2 separate regions of the Gossypium hirsutum genome follow, and region 2 is linked to region 1. Evidence: chromatin contacts called from public Hi-C data. All regions are on one chromosome and are shown on one strand. The core of a region is the stretch at or near the end of the contact, and the rest is flanking DNA. Distances in the headings are between cores, read along the strand shown. Region 1 holds the start of LOC107962957 (cytochrome c oxidase subunit 5b-2, mitochondrial). Region 2 holds the start of LOC107962174 ((6-4)DNA photolyase).

The links. Hi-C and Micro-C count contacts between places; a contact is called where the count stands out from the background.
Region 2: a contact with region 1 is called in a Hi-C map of leaf, with 5 times the contacts expected there. The contact joins the promoter of LOC107962174 here to the promoter of LOC107962957 in region 1. A contact is called at or near these places in 2 of 34 Hi-C or Micro-C datasets (both in leaf).

Annotation. Positions count from the first base shown.
Region 1 is chrA06:64,447,127-64,452,592 of Gossypium_hirsutum_v2.1, forward strand. LOC107962957 (cytochrome c oxidase subunit 5b-2, mitochondrial) reads right to left here and starts at 1,367. Exons shown (of 6, transcript XM_041115548.1): 1 at 891-1,367; 2 at 647-732; 3 at 419-472. The coding sequence starts at 1,050.
Region 2 is chrA06:64,931,184-64,937,000 of Gossypium_hirsutum_v2.1, forward strand. It overlaps LOC107962174 ((6-4)DNA photolyase), which reads left to right and starts at 2,553. Exons shown (of 14, transcript XM_016898465.2): 1 at 2,553-3,615; 2 at 3,777-3,848; 3 at 4,322-4,402; 4 at 4,536-4,706; 5 at 4,782-4,853; 6 at 5,606-5,692. The coding sequence starts at 3,280.

The DNA.
Region 1 (5,466 bases), core at 117-2,616:
CGCCTAGCCCTGAAGGACCTAAGGCGCTTTTTGTTGCCTAGGTGCACACCTTGACAACACTGATAAATAACTTTGAAAAAATGATGTGGCAACAATACCAAATAATGCACCCATTTACATCTTTTGCTATATATTTACTTACATCATGAAACATCAGAGCTTAAGGATAAACAATAGTTACAAGAGATAGAAACGTCAGATAAAAGGTAAACCATTTAAATAGAAGTGCACATAAAGCCAATACTTTGCATACAAACAGAATAAAGCAAGTGGTTTAAAGCAAAAAAAAAGGAAGAGGAGATGATTGTTAATATTTGAAACGCCATATGACATTGCTTCCATATATGATAAGACACGTGATATAATATTGATTCTCAAAGTGTAATAGACTGTGAAAAACATTGAAACCCACACTAACCTTTGTGCCAAAAGGACCGACTGGATTGTTTACATCTTCAAGGATTTTCTTTCCCTAGACAAAACAAAGAAAAGAACACTAAATTCAGAATAAACAAGCGCAACTCCACGCATAAACTAGGAGGCAGTAAATTAAATTTATTCATAATGCTCATAACAATAATCTTCAATACAAGAAATTTTGTCACATTTTGAAACCAAACAAAGAGAGTGAAAAAAGAAAACTCACCTCAAGCTCAGCCTGAAGCTCCTCACGCTCATGACCAGTGGCGATAGGCATTACATCCTCAACCCTCTTCTTCACAGCAGTACCCGCTACACAATCCAAACCAATCCAAATCAATGTCGGATACACGAAATCTTGCTTTTAGCATCTTCTTCGAATATTAAAACACATTAACTAGTGATCCAAAATATTCAAAGCTTGAAATCAAAATGACTCGTTGACAAGGATCTAAGGAAATTAGAGTTACCTGAACCAGTAGAGAAGCGGCGAGTAAGGAAATAAGCGGAAGGTAATGGAGAAACGTGAGACTTGAAACTGAGCGGCGACAGCGATGGCGTCTTAGAAGTGGATCGGCATGGAACGGTGGCTAGGGTTTTGAAGTGTGAAGTCACTAGCCTTCTCCACATCTCTCAGAATTCAAAAGATCTTTAAGCGTTGGTTATTTTTATCTTCCAGGCCAGGCCCCGTCTTTTTCTGAGGACGATCAAAAAAAGCGATTTGCGTTTTTGGAGTCAGTGTTCACTGTTTGTTTGGCACGTGCCAAATTCGTTACATGTGCGAACTTGGTGGAAGTTTTGGAGGGTGAGCCGGTGAGGCTGCCGTTCGGGTTGGGACGGTTGCCCAATGTCAGCGGGAAAATGTTGACTTTTGGTGATTTGTTGACTTGTTCTTTCCTCCGACTCGGTTTCGTTATTCTAAACTTAAGAACTGGGAGACATCTTTTTTTTTTTTTAATTGTTGATGTCTGGTTTGGTTTATATTTATCTTATTTAGATTTAATAGTTATCACAAATCGAGTATCAATTCGAATTAATAAATTATGAAAATTTTCTTTTATAATTAAATTAAATTATGTTATTTGAAGATAATTAATTTTTTTTATTTTAAAAGACTAAAAATTAGATTTGAGGCCATACTATTTACATCAATAAAAAATTAATTTTATCATTAACCAAAGCTTTAATTTAATATAATATTTATATTTAGTTGTATTACGCATGCTTCAATACATCCATCAGTTGTATATATTTATAATATTTTAATTAAGTTAGTATCATACATTTATATCTTTTTTGGTTACTAGTGTAATAAGATAAAGAAAAAAATTTATTTATTAGATATGTATTACAATAGTTGTAAAAATATAAAATAAGTAATAGGGATAATGACTTTTTTGACTTTCTAACTTTACAAAAAAAATCATTTTTTTTGCTCTCCATTTAATTTTTCACCTTTTTTAACCCTTAAATTTATATTATTTGTCAAACCACTGGAAAAGTTAATGTTTGTTAATTTCGATAATGTGGCATACACGTGGATTGTCATTTAGACACCATGTCATCAATTAATTAATTTTTTAAAATTTTAAAAATAAAAAAGTTATTAAAAATTATTTTAAAAATAAAAACTATTAAAGTTATTTAAAACATATAAACATATTTTTAATTTTTAAAATTTAATTAATTTCTAACATAACATACGTGTTGAAGTTAACAAACATTAACTTTTTCTATCAATTAGAAAGATTAAAATAAGAGAAAATTTGAATTGTTGACTAAAATGATTTTTTTATAAAGTTAGTGGGCTAAAAAAGTCATTATGCCTAGATAATAGTGGGTACAAAGTTAAACTTGAAACTAGAAAGATAGTGAAAGTTCTTATAAAAAATAAGACTTCAAAATTTTTTTTTCTCTTTTCTCAAAACAAATCATCTGAGTAACTAAAAATTATTAATTAAAATTAGCTTATTACTAACTCATGTACTAAATCATAGTAAAGAAATAATACTCCTACAAAATGTAACATTAATATTCTTAATATAATATATTTAAGTATTTAAGTTTCATTTTACTCATAATTTAATCTACTTTTTTTCATTTTAACATTATACACATTTCATGTGTTGTTATTAATTAGTTTCAAATTATACATATCTTTATTTATTATATATTATTTTTAAACTAACATTTGTGTTCTAAGTACATAGTTTCCAGACGTATATGTGTGTAATAGAATTTCTAGTACTATTATTAAACCTCCGATTGAGTTTGTGTCATGATTCAACCGGACATCAACTCAGTTCGGGAAATTACGAAAATATTCTTTCATAATTAAATTAAGTTATATTATACAATGGCAGTTTAGTGTTTTCAATTTTTTTAAAAAATCCAATAAAAATTTGTTATGAGATTTAAACCATGCTATTTAAATTAATAATACAATAATATTATCATTAAACCAAAACTTTATTTTATTACAATATTTACATTTTAATTTTTTTATGTATATTTTATTAGCCCCTTCAATTGTATACCTATCTATACAATTACTTAAATCATTAACTGAGTTGGTGTCATAAGTCAACCAGACACAACTTGATTTGAGAAATTACAAAAATATCTTTTTGTAATTAAATTAAGTTATATTATTTCGATGTTACTTTAGTCTTTTTATTTTTTTTAAAAAACCAAAAAAAAATTACAAATGGTGGGATTTGAACCTATGTTGTTTAAATCAATAAAACATTAATATTAACACTAAACTAAAAGCTTTATATTAATATAATATTTACATTTTAATTGTATTATGCACACCTTATTACATTCATTAATTGTATATGTATACTATTATTTAAGTCCCTAACTGAGTTGGTGCCACAAGTCAACTAGGAACCAACTCAGTTAGGGAAATTATGAAAATGTGCATTCATAATTAAAATTAGTTATATTATTTGAGGGTACTTTAGTCTTTTATTTTAACAAAAAACAATAAAATATATGCATATGGTGGGATTTGAACCCACACTAATTGGATTAGTAAAACTTTAAATTTATCACTCAACCAAAGCTTCATTTGAAATTAACTGATGCAAGTCTTAAGGCCCAACTTCAAACCCATGGATATAATGGGCTCACACTACCTCAAGGTCCAACAATAATGTCAAAGGCAAAGCAAATCAAATCAGGATTCAATCAAAGACAAGATTCGAGAATGAATCTTTTTGAGGAAAAGGGGAATAATACATGCACGGATGGGGTGAAATTTATTAAATTTCATTCACCAAAGCTGTCAATTTTCAAGCTTAGGAAATCAACAGACATGTGACAATATTTTGGATGGGATTCTAGCATTTCTGGGTTGAGATATCTTCATGGCATTCGAAGATCTATCTCTTAACTTCGAACATACTTTGAATCACTCGATTTTGAGTTCAAGAGCTCAAGTTATGACCATTTCAGTGAGTACTATGCGAGCAAAATTTTTGAACGAGATTATGACGGGAATTATGAGTTTCAGGCTTTTAATTCAAGTTTCAATTATATTGGGTTCAAGTTTTGGGCTTAATTTTTATATATGAGCCCAATATTGTATTTATCAGCTCTTATTATTTTATTATTTTATTATTCTAAAATTTTAATAATTATTAAGTAGTTTAAGTTATTTAGGAGTTTTATGTCAATAAGAAAGTCTAGTTTAAGACTACTTTTTGTTTAGATTAATTAGAGTTCTAGTATATTTAAGAGTTTTATTTAGATTTATTTAGCTAGCCTATATATAGGCCTTTGCATTGTACACAAATGACACAATTGATTATTATTCAATTTCTCTTTGGGTTTTTCTTTTTCAAGAATTGTTCTTAAATTATCTTTTAAAAGAGTTTTAACAATCTTTTCAGGTTGTGGGGATCATCTTCAAACTTTCTCTTGCCAAGTTTTCTTTCTTAGAAGGGAAATTAGAGCTGCTTGAAAGGAGTTGTGGATTCTTCTTGTTTCCAAGGCATCTTAGGAGTTTTACACGTCACGTTTCATCTTTATCATCTATCTTCTTTATTATTCTAATCTTTAATTTATTTTCTAGTTTATTTGGCATAGTTATCTATTTCAATTGTTTTCTTTCAATTTTCATCTGATTTGAATTCGTTTGTGTTTCAGGTTGTTCCAAAATTTAAGTTTCTTTCCAAACGTCTAAAGCCCTAAGGTTAAATCCATAGCTTTGAAAAACTCTACGATCCTCTTCTGCATTCATCTGCCTCATTCCTTATCATTTGGTATCAGATTTGGGCATTTTAGGTTTTCTTTTTGTTCTTACAAATTGATTTCTAGCAAATAGCTTAAAAACAAATTTTTTTACCCAAACAGTTTTTAGAAAAAAAAATATTTTTCAATGGGTAAACATTTTTCAAACGATCTGAAATTTTACATACTATTTCTTGGCACTATTTTAGAGTATAAAAAAATATTTCCCACAAAAAAGTGATCAAAAAAGTACAAAAAAAAAGAAAATACAAAAAAAAATATTCCATAGGTTGAATTTTGTGCTAAAACTTTCGAGATCATATATATATATTATTTGAGGAGGCTCCAGTTTAAATTTTGTAATGTTTGGAAATCGAGAACACCTTGAACGAAGTTTGTCAAGTTGCTTCGCAATTTCTTAGGTTTTCGAGTTTCAGCAATTTTCATTGACTCTTAGCCTTAGGTTTTCCTTTATTTTTAATTTTTATTGTTTCTTTATGCATTCTAACACTTTATTGTTTCTTATGTTAGTAGGTTATAATGTTTGCTTAAATTTTCTTTTGAGTGTCGTATTTTTCCAGGCTTTCACAATGACTCGTGGCACTCGTAACTGTAAAAACCATGATGAGACACCATCCGATGACAAAGAACAAGATGTTACATTTGAGAATATTCTGGGATGGTAAATTATCGACATCAACAATTGAACGAGTTACGTGATACAGTTGAGGCCAATTTGACTAAGTTTCAAATGGAATAAAAAGATAACATTAATCAGCTTACCAATCAAATTGAAATGCTAACTCA
Region 2 (5,817 bases), core at 1,303-3,802, 490 kb after region 1:
GGCCAACACATTCAGCCACATTAACAATGACATACTTAACAAATAACAAGTTCCTATACATGCCATAAACTTAAAATATATACATTCGCTTATACCTATTGATAGCTTGATAGTGTGATAGCATCTCCGATGTGTTCTAACCCGAGCTAGCTAAATTAACCTATGATGGTATTTCTACTTAAATGGTTGGTTTTGGATGTGTGCTTGAATTAGTTTGGTTAGGTAATCCTTAATGTTAATTATTAGGTAATGATGCTTTGGAATGGTAACTTGATGTGTATGTTTATATTTTGGCTAATTTGGTTGATGGATTGAGCATGAAAATATGACCAATGTTAAGTGCCTTTTTGGTTGGGTTATTTGTTTGAATGATCATCAATTATGGTGCCTTTGAATGGCATATTGGTTAGGTCTTATAGGTTGCTTGAAATTGTATATTTTGGGTATGTTGCTATGTGGTTTGGTCATGCTAAGGCTTGTGGAAATGGGATGTCTTGATGTGTAAGATTTAGGCTTGTTTTAGGGGTAACATATGCTGTACACGGCTTGGGACACGGGCTGCCACATGGCCATGTGTCATTTTAAAATTAGGTGTAGGATCCACATGGCCTGGCACACAGCCTATGACACGGCCGTGTAACCCAACTTCGAATACACACACGAATGGACACACAGGTTGGGACACGGTCGTGTGTCCTGATTTCGAATGTTCACGCAGTTTAGGCTGTGTCACATCGCTATGTGACCCTTGTTTTCCAAATTTAAAAGTTTTTCTGAATTTTTTTATTTATATCGATTTATTCCAGATTGTTTCCAAACTGTATTTAGAGCCTTGTAGGCTCAATTTAAGGACTATATGTGCATGAATGCCATGAATTGAATTATTTGACATATGTTAGCATTTAATTGTAAAATTGTTTCTGTTATGAAGTTAAATGTTCTGTTTTGCTCGGTAACATTTCATAACTCTAATTTGGTAATGGAGACGAGTTAAGGGTGTTATAAAATCAAGCTCTCATGAGCATATATCTATAAAAATTTGAAGAAAAAGGCTTATTACCCTTTGTAATTGATGGTCGAATGTTTGAATGAGCTTAAACATTTATTTATTTGTTTTTCTTAAGCATGAATGGTTGAATAGTTGCTATCTAGGTTCTAAAGTCTTTTCTAAAATTAAAACATAATAGCAATTGGACTACTGAAAAACAAGTCATTACATGGAAAATAACATCCACTATACTCTTAACCCTTGCGCCCACGCTATTGGCTCTGCGGTAGCTTAATCCAGCCCCAGACGAACACTACAATGTTGACATCACCACTTGCACCATACAATTGCAACTGGGAGACATGATTTCTGGCTCTGAAACCAATTGATATGGACTTTTAGTAAACAACACCCCAAAGGTTAGCTATTGAGGTTGGAGAGTCTAGGTCCATATAGATCCCACTAGAAAATTTCATATTTTCTTATGTGGGATCCAAGTCCCATACTTTGCAGTTGGCACATAACAGAGCCTTCTTCAAAAAGACGAAACCAAACTTGAGCTCCTTAAGTTTTAAATTTACCTCTCTACTAAAATGAAGAATCATTTCTTTGAATGGGTCATCACTGATGAAAGTATCAGTGGGGCTTGAAGTGGCCACAATAATTGTCTTTTCAAAAGTGAAAAACTACCCTCTTGAGATTTTTTATGGATTATTGTAATTGTTTTCCCTCATTTTCATTCATTTTCTTGGTAATTTTTTTAAAAATTTTGAAGTCTTCAAAATCCTAATGTTTTTCTATATTTTTCTAGTATAAGAATATGCTTTGCTAATTTTAGCATATTTATTGATATATATTGGATATAAGAAACCAGATTTCAGTCTCCAGAATTGTTGAAAGGTGTTGAATTGAATTCAGGTTTATCTTCTGTTTGAATTTGCTTTACAAAATTGAAGGGAAAGAAAATTGAAGAACGTAAAAACTATGTTCATTTTGTAGTTATTTCTGGGAATTTAATTGTAGATACCAATACATTTCCAACATAAAAGGGAAAAAAACGTTACATGCATTAAAGAATTGAACTGGTTAGTTCAATTTGGAGTTAATTTTTTTTGGAGAACATAAAAATAGAAGGAAAAAGGAAAAAAATTGAAATTTGAGAATATAAATACCAGTTTTTTTCTTTTCTTTTTTTATTGTAGAAAATATTAAGGGTTATTTAATTTCTGTTTCCTAATATATTTTAAATTGTAAAAATTGATAACTGACTTGTGTCACCATTTAAGTAACTCAAGTATTTTATTAAGTTAAAAATTAAAACCATTAGTTATAAGGTACATATTAATAAACGAAACTAAAACTTTAAGTAACAAAATTGACTTTTTGAAAGTTTAACTATCATATTAAAAAATTTATAAAAATTCAGATATCAAATATAAAATTAAATTTATATTTATTTTAAAGTTGATTAAAATGAAAAATAGGTGGTCTGAAAATAAAGTCATTGGATCTGCATTTTGACTAACCTAAATAAAAATAGATTATGTGATGAGTTCAATCCTCTATCAGATTTTGAAAATAATGGTGAAAAAATCACGTTCTGTCTCTCTCTGCAAAGCATTTTGTTGTTGCATAGCGTCAAAGAGAAATCAAATTTAGGGTGTTTTCATTCTTTTCTAAATTCTTTTGGAGATAAATCGATATTTCTAATTCTGAAAAAAAATCATTTTTTATGGTTGTTTGACGGTTATTTTTGTCGTGTATTTTAAAATCGAGGAAATTACTGTAGAGCTGAACCTGAACACTCTATTCTAATGACTCTCAACAGTAGTAAATGGCTGGATTTCACTTTCGTTTATGCTTCTCGTATTTTCTAAGTGCATTGAGATTCAGTTCTTTACCTTTTTAAAACACTAATCTTCCTAATTAAAATGTACAATACCCTTTCTATGAATTGTGGTTTAAACATTTTTACCAAAAATATCAACTTTGTTTAAAAAAGTGAATCAATTCTTCTAAAAATGAGAAGTTGAAAAAGAAGCTTTCAACCACAAGAAATCCACATGTTAGGATCCTCGACGTGGCGCTACATTAACCGCACCAGAGTTCCTCATCCAAACCTATTTCTAACGTATACCGTATACCGTATACCGTGTGCTCAGAGTTCTTCTCAATTCACAAGCATCCTTATCCTACACCTCGTACGTGCAAGTTAGCCGACATCTCTGCCTCCCACATTTAAGGCGCCAACTTACCGACGGTCCAAAACCGCAATTTTGTTGTCTTATGAAATGAAACCTCCACTTTCTCTACTGAATCCCAACATGCCATCCGGGTCAGGTTCGTTAATGTGGTTCCGAAAGGGGCTCCGGGTCCACGACAATCCGGCGCTCGAGTATGCTTCCAGAGGATCCTCTTGTGTTTACCCTTTGTTCGTCATCGACCCTCACTATATGGAGCTGGACCCAGACGCCTACTCCCCAGGATCCACCCGTGCGGGTATAAACAGGATCCGGTTCTTATTGGAGAGCCTCGCTGACCTTGACTCAAGTTTGAAGAAACTCGGGTCGAGGTTGTTGGTGTTGAAGGGTGAGCCTAGTGAGGTTTTGATTCGTTGCTTAAACGAGGTGATTTTCTCTTTATAATTTACATTTATTGTTTTTTTTTCCCATTTTTTGGTATCTATAATTTACATATATTGTTTGTTTGTTTAAAGTTAAACTTAAAACTATGAAGAATTGTCTTTTTCTTTTTTATAATGCTTGTTTGTTTTTTGGGTTTTTGGCAGTGGGATGTTAGAAAGCTTTGCTTTGAGTATGACACTGATCCATATTATCAAGCTTTGGATGATAAAGTTAAGGTAAAACTGTGCTTCCCCCCCCCCTTCTATCTCTCAAGAACAATACTTAACTTTCCTTGAGTTTTTTCAAATATTAGTGTTATGTCAAATAAAAATGGGCTTCCACCAACATTATAGTCCAATGGCAAAACTTGGTATTTTCAATTAGTTTGAGGTTTCATGTTTGAGTTCCGGGGAGGATGTTCAATTCATGTGCTGCAGGTGCTGTAAGCTTTTTCTTGTACTAAACATACATATCTATATTACTTGGAGTTGGGTGTGTATTGGATATGGATACGTGTCTGAAACAAGTAGCTTTTCTATGTATTTGGGATCATATCCCCGTACCTAGATCCAAAAATATATCAGACACAAGGGTACTTCAAGAAAAATAAAAAGTTGGAGCAACATAGGAACATATTACTTTTAGCTAAGTTAGCAATTGATATGCTTATATTCTTTATAGTAAACAAAGATTGCCTTTGTTTCTACAGAATTATGCTTCTGCAGCTGGAATCGAGGTTTTCTCTCCAGTGAGTCATACCATCTTCGATCCTGCAGATATTATAGAGAAGGTAAGCCGGAAGTTGGTATCAACAGAATTGGAAGCTTTTGCGCCAAGTTTCTAGCTTTTTCATACCAAGGATGCTATCTTTTCTATTCTAATTGATTGCTACTTTTCATGAATGCAACTAACGGCTACAATAGAATGGGGGAAGACCACCACTGAGTTATCAATCCTTTTTAAAGCTTGCTGGGGAACCATCTTTCTCACTTTCAGTTGAACTTTCTTGGACGCCTCCTGTTGGAGATGTTGGAAGATGTGAGATTTTACAAGTTCCGACACTAAAGGAACTCGGGTATGTGGAAAAGCATCAGGTATGTAGCCATCAATGTTTCAGAAATGTGCCATTGCTTGCCGGAGCTCTTTATAAAGAAGGATTCCTTGTGCAGGATGAGTTCACTCCCTTTAGAGGTGGTGAGTCAGAAGCATTGAGGAGGTTGAGAGAATCCCTAAGTGACAAGGTATGTTGTGACCTTTTGATATTGAGCATTGAATTAGCAATAGCAATATTATGACATTGAAGTTTTGGGAAAAGGCATTCCTTTGTAGGATGGTGAACTGCTATATGTAAATTGGTAATACATAAATGTAGATATATGACAGATTATTGTATCGACTATAGGCTTAATTTGTGGTTTTTTGACAACCATGGAAAACTTTTGCTCCACTTTCTTCTTTCAGTTTACTTAAATAGTAGTTTCTGTTAATTTCTAACCGAGTTCCCTGTAACAAAACTTGGATTCATTTGAGTCGAAGAGTTAAGTTAATGACCTGTATGATGAGAAGAGGTGCATTTGGTCGGTTAGTTAAGTCCATTGAACTTAGGTTGGACTATGTGAATATGAAGCTTGTGAAATGTTCTGGATCAAGCTGAGGTGAAAAATGTTGGCTGCACTACTGTTATTTTGACATTTCATCATTTCCTTGAGAAGAAGTTGTGATTTGTAAGTGTCTAGTCAGAAAATACGAAGATGCTTCTGGTTATTTTGTGATTAGTTCATCTGTAATTTTCCTTCTAATGGCTTTGTGACAAAAATTCTAAGTTCCTGCCAAAATGTGAAATCTCCTTTGGTTTGTCATTAAGTGAACCTGATTTCTTGCAAAATGCCTTAAGTTATCTTATCAGTTTTCCCATGTTTACTTCTGTTGTATCTTTTTAAGGATCAGTTGTTTATGGCACTTGCATTGATATGGCTGCTTTCTTCTACTTCAGGAATGGGTGGCCAATTTTGAGAAACCTAAGGGTGACCCTTCTGCTTATATAAAACCAGCAACAACTGTTCTATCACCTTATTTGAAAGTGAGTGACAAAAAGATTGATACTGGTTTTGGAGCATATCTTTGAATGATTGTACAAATTTTGTAATATGCAGATAAAAAATCATTAAGAGAGATCTCACCCTTGCGTATGTTCATTCTTTTTTC